2 separate regions of the Triticum aestivum genome follow, and region 1 is linked to region 2. A link is a contact called in public Hi-C data. All regions are on one chromosome and are shown on one strand. The core of a region is the stretch at or near the end of the contact, and the rest is flanking DNA. Distances in the headings are between cores, read along the strand shown. Region 1 holds the start of LOC123048899 (DNA excision repair protein ERCC-1). Region 2 overlaps LOC123048854 (protein HLB1).

What was found. A called contact is a pair of places that touch in the nucleus more often than the background predicts.
Region 1: a Hi-C map of leaf shows a contact between it and region 2, with 5 times the contacts expected there. The contact joins the promoter of LOC123048899 here to the enhancer-like site in region 2. A contact is called at or near these places in 2 of 5 Hi-C or Micro-C datasets (both in leaf).

Annotation. Positions count from the first base shown.
Region 1 is chr1A:329,836,777-329,843,569 of IWGSC CS RefSeq v2.1, forward strand. LOC123048899 (DNA excision repair protein ERCC-1) reads right to left here and starts at 4,294. Exons shown (of 9, transcript XM_044471921.1): 1 at 3,988-4,294; 2 at 3,843-3,912; 3 at 3,635-3,738; 4 at 2,979-3,078; 5 at 2,794-2,870; 6 at 2,307-2,406; 7 at 1,901-1,972; 8 at 1,663-1,731; 9 at 821-1,476. The coding sequence starts at 4,253. The coding sequence ends at 1,168. LOC542939 (STE20/SPS1-related proline-alanine-rich protein kinase) reads left to right here. Exons shown (of 22, transcript XM_044471910.1): 22 at 1-313.
Region 2 is chr1A:329,120,765-329,127,557 of IWGSC CS RefSeq v2.1, forward strand. It overlaps LOC123048854 (protein HLB1), which reads left to right. Exons shown (of 14, transcript XM_044471881.1): 8 at 115-177; 9 at 286-351; 10 at 481-597; 11 at 687-722; 12 at 1,069-1,188; 13 at 1,309-1,470; 14 at 1,565-1,816. The coding sequence ends at 1,675. Among protein-coding and RNA genes, the nearest start is that of LOC123048854, 7.8 kb to the left of the region's middle. Within about 2 kb of position 5,542, at least 1 of the 8 cell types and tissues checked has an H3K27ac peak or open chromatin away from gene starts, as enhancers often do. A contact at or near this core is called in leaf, where this site is marked.

The sequences.
Region 1 (6,793 bases), core at 3,044-5,543, 710 kb after region 2:
TTTCATTAGAGAAGCAGTACTCGCGGAAGCTATATATATATATGTATATCCGAATAAGCGCCGTCAGAAGGAAAAAATGGGGACATGCTCCTTGGCCTGTTGCCATCAGTGTGTATATTAGTTTTTATTTAGCTTCTTTTTCGGTTTAATTTATTCAATAGGTTTTGGTGGGTCATAGACTGCGGTCCTGTGCATTCCCCTGCTATGGCCACACCTATCATTCAAACATTTGTGATTATCCCGTAGATTGTGTAGGGTGCCCGTTGGTTCGAACAGCTTGCAGAAGAATGCAAAATAAATAAGTTGTACTTTATCCAGCAGTGGCTTGTACTCCCTCCGTTCCTAAATACTTGTCTTTCTAGGCATTTCAACAAGTGACTACATACGGAGCAAAGTGAATGAATCTACACTCTAAAATATGTCTACATACATCCGTATGTAGTAGTCATTTGAAATGTCTAGAAAGACAAATATTTAGGGAGGAGGGAGTATAATTTTGTCGCTGAAGCATTATCATTTGATCCCTGCCTGGAGTACAGCTTGCAGCCCTCCGTTGCAGACTGCAGCGGAGGAACTAGGAAATGAATGGATTGGCGATATTGCTCTACATTGAATGATAATAATAAACAACCAAGAATGGCAGTAGAGCCCGTTTATGTTAAGAGCTTTGCTGAACTTGTGCTCCCAGTTCTGAATGTATCAATGTCAGAACTTGCCCAGTAGAGTTTGAGTTCTATTTTTGGGCAGCAAGAAGTACCGAGTAGTGTGAAAAGTACGCAGCATTAAGCTTAAACACGTCTGCAAAGCCTAAACACGAAAGTTAATCGAGCAGTCTGCTTCAGTTGCTGAACAAGAACAACGAAGCATGGGCAATGTTTATCACAAAATACAGATTACATTTTCCGGTGTACTTTTGGATGGCTCTGAGAGTTCTCCAAGGCAGAAAAAAAGAGAAGATCGGCTAAATTGTGTTGACAGGAAAGAGGAGGCCAGCATAACAATGCAAAATCCAACCCTTGCTGAGAAAAGGGAAGGCCTACACTACAACAACAATCAGTACAATGCAAAATTCACCCTTGTTTAGGAGCAATAAACAGAGGAAGCAAATTTTGCAGCTACAACAACAGCAGTACACCTGCACGTGCCACTTCCTACTCCTTCCTACTGCTAATCTAATTGTTTTGTCTTGTCACCTTCCATGGTTGAGCTGCTAGGACCTTCACCAGCCTCATGGGCCGCCTCGCGGCCCTGACTGCGGATCTTTTCTGAGTACTTTGCAAATGCAGCAGTAAGGGCCGATTTGACATCAGGGCCTTTCTTGTTCTTGGAAGTGCCTGGCTTTTCCGGCGTGCCATCGTTGGTCGATGAAGGCTGACCAGACACTTTCTCTCTGTCGGGAGTATCAGGTACTACGAGGTTTGGGCGGGGCGTAACTCGTTTAAATGGCTCATGAAAAGTATCATGAAGTCGCTTTACCTACATTCGACAAACTCTACATGTTAGCCTAGCGAAACATGGCCTTTCATGTTAGTAAGCGGAAAAGCAAAGCAATGCAGACACGACACATGGTTGTAGCTTATTATATCTATGGGATGATCGGGAAAAAAAATGTTGGTAACAACATGAACCATGACAAATAAAATTGGAGGTTTAAAGTGGTACCTTCCGCTCGCCAATTCCTGGACAACGAGCTAGTTCTTCCATAGAAGCATCCATGATTCGGGAAAGTGACTGCAAATACAAGACCCGATGCGTGTAATTATACTGTGAATTGTTTTTGTTTGATGGGTGATCTTGCCGGGTGAAATGCTACCATTTTTACAGTAATAAAGCTGCACACAACAATATCCAATAGATTATGGAAGACAATGTAATAGTTCCAGTTCTTATTCCATCTTACCCCAAAAGACGAACCAAGTGTGATAACATCTGTTTTGTTAACACGCCGGATCGATGTAAGAGCATGAGTGAACTGCCAAAACCAGAACCACAGCATAAATGAGTAACACACCAAATAATGATCATTGTTAACACAATGGACACTCTGAACAGGGCAATATAATTGAGTATTGAAACCACCAAATAATTATCGTTGTTACAGCAGCCCAAAAGGACGATATAACTTCTGTATTGAAACCACTTGCAATGCTTGGAACTTGATAAATGAAAAAGCAATACTGAGTATTGCTGAAGTTGCGGGATTTCTTTTCCGCAAATCTTAATTACTCAACATACTTACTAATCCGTCCCAGTCCAGTTAATGAGATAGATAGATCAAACCATGTTGTAACTGTAAGGGTGCATACCCGAGATAAATAATCATTATCTGTGTGCTCGCGAATGCTGTCAGCTGGCTTGTTTTCAAACACTTTAATAGTCTCCAAGTACCTGCCACATTCCTCCAGACTACAAGAGAGAACAGCTTGGTCAAAGAGCATCTTAGTAAGCCTTTGCAACCAAATCAGTACATCATCATGTTGTTACTAAAATTTTCCAGTTAGCATGTTGGAGAGCTATTAGCATTTCTTTAACATGTACTTACATCCACTATTCCACTCTTGAATTTAATTTTCGTATGCAAAATGCTCAACAAGTATTAGATAATGAGATCACTAAGCAGTGCACGGTCACAGTTTTATTTCAGAGCAAAGGAACCTAAACAAGATCTTATAATTGCAAATTTGCAATTACATTTATAAAGAACCAATGCAACAGTACAGAATTAAAACAAAGGGAACATAATTAAACATGGTATTGCATAATCCCAGCATATAAGAATGTTCTGAATAATACCTCCAACCACACAGAAGGGTGCAGTCATGCAGCAGTGATGTCCTTGTGACTTCATGTAAAGGCTTTACTACATCTTCCTGATCATGAAGTATATGAACATGGATTAATAAATAACCTTTTTGAGATGTCTCAAACTTCATTTCCCAATTAAAGCAAAATATGTTGGTCAGATGATTCAAACTCACAATATCAATATGGCACAAGATGACACGGAGTTTGAAATTCTTTTGGAGCTCCCTTATCCGATAGTACAAGTAGTCTGGGTGAAGAAGATGGTACCTGAGACTGCATTGACCAAAGTTACATGGTAAGAATCATGCCACTACCTCACGGCACACACCGGGGCACAAAACCTTTACTAGCAACAGGTGACGCAGATCACTAAGATTGCAGTACTACTGCTCCAAACTTGTTGTCTAACAGATTGGTAGTGCAGTGCACTATATGAAATGCTAGGGTGTTCAAATAACGGTTCCACATGAACCCATGAAAAAGGGAAGCAGGCAGTAAACCCTGTTTTCGAACGCCCCTAGCGAAATGTATCTGTTAGATGCACAGTACTTTCGCGTATCTCTGGTTCTAGTATTGGCCCCCAATGGTAACAATACATGCAGATGCAGTGAAACCAGCAAACAAAATAGAGGGTGTCCCTCGCCACCTCTCTGTTTTTGGTGGAATAGCCTAGTTTAGGCTTACTTCGATTCCCTGCCATCCTTCTTTCTGTTTGTTTATTTATCCTTGTCTTTGTTTGTGTTCTACTTTGTGCCTTCTTGGCATTGTTCTTCTAATACAAAACGAGTCGAGACAAAGGAACCAACAAATAGAATGATAGAGCAAGAACCTTATGTATAGTGCGCATGATGATTGCCCAATCACGTAGTCCGGAACGATGTCAGCGAACGTCCACCTCGCATTCCTGATGTGCTTCAGTAATGGGTTCCCTTTCTGCCAAGTGAGAAACGAACAAAGACTCCAAATTTAACACAAAAGAAAGGGGAGAAGATTGATTATAAGAAGAAAAGTACTAAATCATCACCACACTCCATTACCTGCCTATTGCTCACTAGAATGGCGTTCTTGCTCTGCGACGGCGTAGTGGTGGCGCCAGCCAAAGGCGGCCTGTTCAAAGAAACCGAACCTAGAGGGGTGAGGCCTCACTGAGAGAATCCGAGGAGAGGGCGAGGGAGATGGTACCTAGGGGCGGTGGATGGCTGTGGAGGCGGCGGGGGAGGGGAGTAGAACTCGGAGGATTTGAGGAAGGAGAAGGCCTCGGAGAACGACGACGACGACAAAGAGCCGGCGGCGGCAGCGGCGGCGCTGGGGAGAGGAGGGTTGTAGGAGGGGGGCGTCGAGGAGGAGGAGGAGGCAGCGGCTCCGTTACCGAAGACCTCTTGGTAGGACGGGATCTTTATGAGGTTCTTGCCGGAGTCAGGCCGCTGCCGACCTTGCTCTCCGTCCATGGCGCGCGGGGGGGCTCAAGGGAGGGGACGACCCGCAGGTCCGTCCACCGACTGCCTCGCTGCAGCGTGGGACTATCAGGCTATTGTGGGCTCCTTGCGACGGTTCGATCTGTTAAGACTCCCGCTACGGGCCGGTCATGGACTAACAAAATATTGGATGCTTTTAAATGATGATGATAGCCCATGAGCCTAAGAGGCCAATTTGGACTAGAAGTTGACGCGCACTTCGCTGCGCCTGATCTCAAAAAAAAAAAAAACAAGACCTCAAAAGAAAAACTTTGCTGCGACTATTAAAAAAATATTGTTGCGTCGGTTGTGTACTTTTTTTAGCTGTTTTATTGTCGATGTTTGTTGAATGATGTGTGTGTGTTGTGTCATTTATTTTTGCAGGTCGTTGGTGTCGCTGGCTTGGTCCTTGTTTTTAGATTGGACATGATTTTTTTTTTGGAGTGGTGGGCGATGGTGACCGTTGTGTTCCTAATCCTACATACTACCTCCGTCTAGATGAATAAGTCATTTGGCTAGTTCTAGGTCACCGATTTGAGTAATTAAATATGTGTTATATGTCATGAAAAATATATCACTAGATTTTTACACGGATGTAGTTTCTACATATTTAGATAGTTAAATCGTCGACCTAGAACTACGTGAATGACTTATTCAACGAGACGGAGGTAGTATGTGATACTATATGATACCACGCGCTTTGTTGTGGGAATTAGTTGCAATATATTTCAATATGATTTGATCGTATGAAACATGAATAATTGCATTAATAACACATGAACTAAAACTAAAAATATATACTCCCTTCGATCCAAATTATAGTTGAAAAATATTTGTTGAATATAAGTGATGTCATAATACATAGAAAAAATTCACATGCATGATGAGTGGGCCCTTAATGAGGTGGCATGTGTGATAAGGTGGGATATGTGTATTGAATTCATGCTCCAGCCAGTTGCTCGAAAAGTCCGAACTGATGGGGAGGCGGGCAATTATTTCAACACTCCCCCTCACGTCTAGACTATTTTAATCTTTAGACGTGGGATCGATGCGGGTCGCAGAATTGTTTTATTTAATACTGTGTTGGCAGGGTCTTGAACTCAAGACCTCTTGGCTCGGATACCATATTGAATTCATGCTCCAGTCAGTTGCTCCAAAAGTCTAAACTGATGAAGGAAGACGGGCAATATATATTGCGAATCAACCTGTGGTTGAGTTGGTTAGGTGGACAGTGGTATCCCCAATCCACCAGGGTTCAAATCCTGGTGCTCGCATTATTCCTGGATTTATTTCAGGATTTTTGGCGATGCACTTTCAGTGGGAGGAGACGTTCCCGTCGACGACGAGACGCCTACGGTGACTTCGTAAATCTCAAGATGATACGCCGGCTCAGTCTCTCGGAGGTGCTCATAGGGGTAGGATATGTGTGTATGCGTTCATAGGGGTGAGTGTATGCGCGTGTATATGAGCGCTTGAGTCTGTACTGATGCTCAAAAAAAAAAGACGGGCAATATATTTCAAGAATGTGCATGTTAAGATAGATAAAAGTAATGGAGATCAACTAATAATGAAAATAATAATCTCATGCATGTTGTGATGGGTCTTTAATGAAGCGACATGTGTACATGTTAAGATAAAAGAGATAACAAGGACAACTATTTAGGTATATATAGGACATAGGATCCATCGTCAATCAGCAACACATGTGTGTCACATATGTGGTTGTATATGTGACACATGACATAAGAAAATCTACACGCATCCAATAGCTGGATCCAAGCGGTTGAAAAAGCGAACGCCCTTTTACAACCGCGACCCACACATCCAATCTACCAACGATGCACCAAAGCCCTCAATTTCTGGAGAGCATATCATCTTTAGAGATTCCTTTGTTCCTTTTCCCAGTGATAGGAATGTATGGATGTGTGACATCCACACGACCGAAAATAGCTAATTGTTTACATTTTAATAACAACCACACTACATGTCGGATGGCTGATCTTTGGCAAAGATCAATCGGGTCACGAGCCGTCGAATCAAGGGATGCCCACCTTGCGACCATCCTTCTCCACATTGTTGTTGGGAAACATAGCATGCAATTTTAAAAAATTTCCTACGCTCACGCAATATCTATTTATGAGATGCATAGTAACGAGAGGGGGGAGTGTGTATACGTACCCTCATAGATCGAAAGCGGGAGCGTTTGACAACGCGGTTGATGTAGTCTGAACTTCTTCTCGTTCCGACTGATCAAGTATCGAACGTACAACACCTCTGAGTTCTGCACATGTTCAGCTCGATGACGTCCCTCGAACTCTTGATCCAGCAAAGTGTCGAGGAAGTAGATGAGTTTCGTCGGCATGACGGCATGGTGACGGTGATGGTGAAGTAATCCGCGCAGGGCTTCGCCTAAGCACCGCGAGAATATGACCGAGGGTGTAATCTGTGGAGGGGGGCGCCGCACATGGCTAACAGATGTTGTTGTGTGTTCTAGGTGCCCCCTCCCCACGTATATATAGGTGGGAGGGGGAGGG
Region 2 (6,793 bases), core at 4,292-6,791:
GGTGTGCGTTTGTGTGCGTCATCTGTATCGGTTGTGGCTTTATATATAAAACGGGGTGAAAGCCTTTTTTCAGCATTATCATTTCATTTGTAAGAATATGAATTTACAATGCAGGAACTGAGCGCCATTGTTCCTGCTCGGGAGAAACAAACCATCATAAAAACAGCTATAAGTAAGGTATATGCATATTGTTATTACTTGGTCTGGGAATGATTTACGATGATTTGTTCACTAAAAGATATATCTGTGATAAATTACTGACACCCACTCCCGCTGTCTCATCAGTTTCGTGTTGCTATCCAATTGCAATTTGATTTCCATCGGGCTATATACAACCTTGGAACTGTCTTGGTACGTTTCCTGTCTTCCATAGTAACTCACTCGATAACTATGGTTCTTGTGCATATTGACACACTTTTAGTGTATCGACATGAGCTCTTCAGTTTGAATACATTTTCTGTGCCCTTCTTAATGTTGCAGTACGGTTTAGCTGAGGATACCATGAGATCTGGGAGGCCAGACGTATCCCCTAATGAGCTTTACAGTCAGTCTGCTATCTATGTTGCAGCTGCTCATGCATTGAAACCAAATTACTCGGTAATTGTTAATTTTTCTGTTAACTGCCTGTTATGTTTCTTATGTGTAAAAAGCTGAGGATTCATGTAGCGTTATTTCATCTAATGCAGGTCTATCGCAGTGCTTTGCGACTAGTCCGCTTGATGGTAAGATTCAGTTGTACATATTTCCAGATACTCATTTTTATCGGTCTATTGTTACCTATACGTAATAGCTAAGAAGTTGATGTGGCTGTGATATGTGTATTTTCTTTCCAAGTTATGTTGTTTACAATTTACTTGAACTGCTTTTGCGAAGCTCTATTCATGAGAAAGCTAGTAGCCTAGGGGATAGGGGATAGGGCTTTGAACCTGGTTAAATTGGTTTCTTGAATATTGCTTTGTCGGCTGTCAATTTTGACACATTTCTGCCCTCTAGATGGCATTGGCATCGTATCTTGTCATTGATTATGGAAGAATAACTTTGGTCTTGTTGTCATATTAAACGATGCAGTTGCCTTTGCCATACCTCAAAGTGGGATATTTGACCGCTCCTCCAGCCAACAATGCCATTGCACCACACACTGATTGGGAGAGGTCACAGTTTGTTCTGAACCATGAGGGACTCCAGAAGGTTCATCCCTTGTTATTTTGGACAATTATTCCAGTGCAAAGTTGGAGTTACTGATTTCTGTTTCTGCTTTTTTTTGTGACCTTGCCTTTCTGAATCTTATGGTTTTCTTGTAAATTGTAGGCCGATGCCTCTGGCCAGCCTCCATCACAATCAACGGACAGTGGAAGAAAGCCTACCCGAATAGCTGTTGAGGATATTGTTTCTGTGTCAGCATCCGCTGATCTAACATTGCCACCTGGTGCTGGTCTTTGTGTAGATACTGTTCATGGACCTAGGTTCTTGGTATGTATCTGCCAGTTGCTTTTATTCGTTTGTTCTATTGGAGTACAGATAATACTATATGTTTTACAACATTTACAAATGGAATCTGTGACAGGTTGCTGATAGCTGGGAGGCTCTTGACAGTTGGCTAGATGCTTTATGCCTAGTCTACACTATATTTGCAAGAGGGAAAAGTGACGTTCTTGCTGGTATTATTACTGGCTAATATATCATACAGAAAAACTGCACAATGAATAGAGGCTCAGAAATTGTGTAGGCTCATTGTCAATTCATTCTCTCTTGTGGATTTACCTGTGTTGATTTATCTCATGGCTTATGTGAAGTAGAGATGCTGATCGGTAACTCATTTCTTCCTCTTGGTAAGATATGTTGTGCCATTATAACAGATGCATTAAGATAAAAGTAAAGTTGTCTTCTTTTTTCGAGGAAAGATAAAGTAAAGTCTACACTTAATTGTCAAAAACCGTCTTTTCAAGTAGGGATGACAATCTGTAGCGTATGGGTGGGTACAACCCCCTTTTGCCCAAACCCATACCCACAGAAACCTTCTATTCACACTCACTTCAATATCCATGGGCATAAATTGACACCCATGTTTCCAAGCTTCACATTTTGTATCTTGATGTGCCACCATGACTCTAGTAGAGAAACAAATTTTTGAAAAAACAAATCTCCATATGTTGGATTAATCTCAAAGGATATGCACAGCCGCATGAGCCCCTCACCCTAATAGCTGAGAAGATCACTGAACACACCGTGGCTTTGTCACCTTATTATGCCTTGGCCCTCGGCATATTGTTGGAAAGAGAATGACATTAAAAGATGAAAATGCATGTGGTCAATAGCTAGCCCATGTACAAGTACGTAGGCCTCGCGCTGGAGGAGAGACCTGGGGGTTGGCACTTGGTACAGGGCACCCCTATGCTTCACGCGAGACAGAGGGAACCGTCGCTGCGCGAGTTGCGCCGGCCCAGGCACGCGGGAGACACAGCCTCAATTTTTATTTTTATTTTTCACGTTTTCCCCTTTTTGGTTCTTTTTTTACTTTCGTTTATACTTCCAAATATTCTAAATAAATATATTAAAAAATCAGTGATAAACATTTGAAAATGATGACCAAAGCATTTGAAAAATGTTAAATGTGTATACAGAAAATGTTTATCACGTATACAAAAAAATACAATGTGTATGAAACAATTTGATCATGTATTAAAAAATGTTAATCAAGAATTTGAAAAAAAAGTTGAGCAAGTATTTAGAAAATGTTAATCAAGCATTTGGAAAATGTTAAATGTATATAGAAAAAATGTTGACAATGTATTAAAAATGATGAAAAATTTGATCATATATATAAAAATGTTAATAAAGCATTTGAGAAAAATGTTGAACAAGTATTTAAAAATATTAATCAAGCATTTGAAAAATGTTGCATCTGTATAGAAAAAAATGTTGACCATGTATTAACAAAATACTGGGACAATTTGATCATTTATATAAAAATGTTAATCAAGCATTTGAAAAATTGTTGTCCAAGTATTTGAAAAATGATAAATATGTATAAAAAAAATTGAGCATATATTAAAAAAAATTTAATCTTGTATCAAGCATTTTAAAAAGTATAAAAGTGCATAGAGGAAAAATGTTGATCATGTATTCAAAAAATGTTAATCTTGTATTTGAAATGTTAATCAAGGATTTGAAAATTGTTAAAATGTGTATAAAAAATGTTGACCATGTATTAAAAAAATGTTAAACCAATGAAAACCCAAAAGAAAAACCAAAAGGAAAACGAAAGAAAAAAAAGGAGAAGAAATAAGGAAACCAAAGGAAAAAAAAAGGAAGAAAACTGACTCTTTTCCTTCTTGTGGGTCGAGCCCTGCTTATTTAGCATGAACTTTATGTTGGCTCAGTGGCTAACGGTGCTACGAAGCAACCTGAAGATCCTAGGATCGATCTCCCGCGTGAGTGAGCTGGCCCGTTAATGTACACGCTTGACGCGAGAGATCCTTTCGTCTCACTTGAAGCAAGATATAATCACCGCACTTGGTACATAGAACCATCCAAAGAAAATCCAACACATCGGATTCAATTAAATTTGAAACTCTATCCTCCGATTTTCAGTTCGCCAAAGGCCCCAAAATTTAGCTTCTGTTTGAACCTAGCACTTATTCAAGGGTTTGTTTTTTCATCGAAACATAACTAAAGGTGCATTGTTCTTTTGTACTTGTTATATCCATTTTAGATAAAGACATGTACAACAGTATGCTGCCAATCTTCTCTTGGAGATGACGTGTGCGATTGTTTGTTGAACATTTTTTATGAAAATGATCCATATCTATTATCAAATTTCATCACAAGTACAAAGGGTTTCTCGTCATGTGGCAAGATTTGGTGTCAAGTGCTTTAGATCTGTTCAAAAGTTCAACAACGACTATTGCGTCTCCAGTGCGCTGGTCCTTAGGGGCACATGCACGAAAACTTCCAAGATGTCATCGACAAGGTCAAGCCGACTCGAGTAGAGAAGCGGCGATAGCGGCTTGTCAACGGCTCGTTCCGGAGGCGGTAGTGGTCTTGGAATCTCGATTGTTTGTTGGATTGGAAAAGAACAAAGAGAAGGAGCGTTGCTTCTCTTAGTCTCTTTGGTTCTTTTTATTTATTTATGAGTAGTCTCTTTGGTCCATGACTTCCTGGCCTGGCCTGGCATCCAAAATGTGAAAACTACTCCTTTTGTCTCATAATACAAGACATTATTACGTCCAATATACTATATATTGGATGTAATAACGTGTTATACAATAACAGTTATTCTTTCATTTGAGGAAAAAACAAGGACAAACGGAAACATGTTAATGGGCCGCACCAAAGCCAGCCCAAAGAAGTTCATGCATTTTAAAGAAAACGTTCATGCATATCATAAGAAATGTTATTCTAAAAGAAATGTTCCTGTATCTTAGAAATGTTATTTATTTTTTGTTACACTGTTATTGTATGCGAAAAAATGTTGACATGTTGCAAAAACTGTTCACATATATCAAAAAAATAAATTTAAAAGCAATGTATGCATCACAAAAGAATGCTCATGTATTTTATTTAATAAATTGTCTTGTATGTGAAAAAATGTCCATATGCTGCAAAAAAGGTTCATGCATATCACAACTAATATTTCATATATTTAAAACATTATTATTTTATGTGAAAATTAAGAACTGATGGCCTTTGAGCATGTTTAGTGTGTAGATAGAGCATCACCGTGATGTGCCTCGTGGCCCCGGAACCCTAATTAGCTAAGTATGGCATGGGCCATTATCTTTCTTCCAAATGTTCCTTGAGATTATTATTTTCTTTTTCAAATGTTCCTTGAAGGTTTTTGCCTGCACCAAGAAAAGCGAGAACGAGAGCCTTTTGCGGTTTTGCATTTAATCACTTCGCTGAGCCCTCGCAAAAAAAAAATCACTTCGCTGAGAGCCTTTTACCATGTTATTTACTCCCTCTATCACAGAATATAAGAACGTTTTTTTATACTATGCTAGTGTTAAAAACGTTCTTATATTTTGGAACGGAGGGGGTATTTTATTACTTCTAATAACAATCATTCGTTATAAAAAAAAACACCTTATGCGTCAACGCGTATGTTGCGAGGCAAAGTCGACTAGTATAAACTAAAACCATCCCGCAAACGCAAATGCAACAATGCACGTCAATGTGGGCGCTTTCAACATCGGCTATGTCATGAACACATTTGTTGTCACTTTCATGCCCATCGTCACCGCCATCAATCATCTACCAGCCGCAGTCATGCTAACCTCTCCATCATCATCATCATCATTCACGAGCTCACCGATCGTTACCGAGAGTCCGAGATTACACACATCGCCATGACGGCACGACCCCATCAGAGCATCCGAGCCTCCGTCCTGCAGTACCCATCAAGGCATCAACCAGCGGGCCAGCCAGCCCAAAACGTCGACGGAAACACACGGTCAAATTATGGGCGCTCGACGAAGACGTACGTACGTACGTACACGCGGGCCGGTCGCTGTACGTACGTACGACGGCGGAGCACGAGGGCGCGCATGCATATGCTACGGTGGAGCCCAGGCTGGGGGGCGGACGGCGCCAGCCATAGCTTTCCGACGGGCCGATCAGCTTTTGAAAACGAGATCGCCAGATCTTCCGATAATATTCCACGGCGGCATGATGCGTGCGAGAAAAATCCAGTGCAACAGCTAGGTAGATAGCTCGTAGATGATGTTGATTTTGACCTATGAATCTCCCCCGCCGATGGGTGTTACTGGTTAGATAGTTCGGTCGTCGATCCGATACGGACAGGCGGCGTGACGAGCCACGCGATGCATTGGAATGACGTGACCGGTAATCCTACGTATATGATTACGGCTGCAGGTGTGTTCAAGGAGGCGTTTAGCTACCCGCACCAAGTCTAATCAGGCCGCTCTATGCAGGTTTTTTCATTTTCTGGTTGTTTGAATGTCTGCAAACGTTATTAGGTCTGCATGACACGATGATTAAAGTATACCTGGGCCCGGTTCACGAGGAACGGTCGAATCGACCGTTTCTAACAAGTCAGCCCCAATGCACGCAAGGGGGGCAGGGGACGCGTGTGGGTTATGGTGGCTGCACGCATGGGCCCACGCGATAGAAGCCGCGTTGGTTCCCCAAGCAGCATCATAACTCCCCTCACCCTCCTCCCACCGCTCACCCTCCCCTTCTCCCATCGCTTCACTCTCCTCTTCCCCCACCTCTCTCTCCTTCGATTAAAGGTTAGCCTTCATTTGGGATGACGGTTTTCACACACATGGTGTAGGAATTTTGAGGGTTTGAACAAACCCTCGAATCGATTCAAGGGTTAGGGTTTTCACACACACGTGGTAGGAATTTCGAGGGTTTTCACACACATGGGGTAGAAAATTTGAGGGTTTCGAATCAATACGATGGTTTGGACACACACGTGGTAGCCTACGCTCAAGCTTGTAGTCGTCCATCTCGAGGGGCATTGTAGAGCAGCCAGCCTGAGAAACCCTCGCCACCATCTCCAATGCTTGGTGCACCTCCTCCTCGTCGGAGTCGTCTAGAACGATCTTGATCATATGTGTGGTGCGTTTTTTATTCGAGCACTAGTTCACATTTGTCTGTTCAATGGAGATTCACAAGCTCGTCATGGGAGGCAACAACAAGGCTGGCAAGGAGGTCACCACTTATGGGAAGGGCAAGGAGGTCGCCACTGACGGGAAGGGAAAAAAGGTCGCCTCTGACGGGAAGGGCAAAGGGATCACCTCGGGCAAGAAGGGCAAGTTGATGTTGTAGA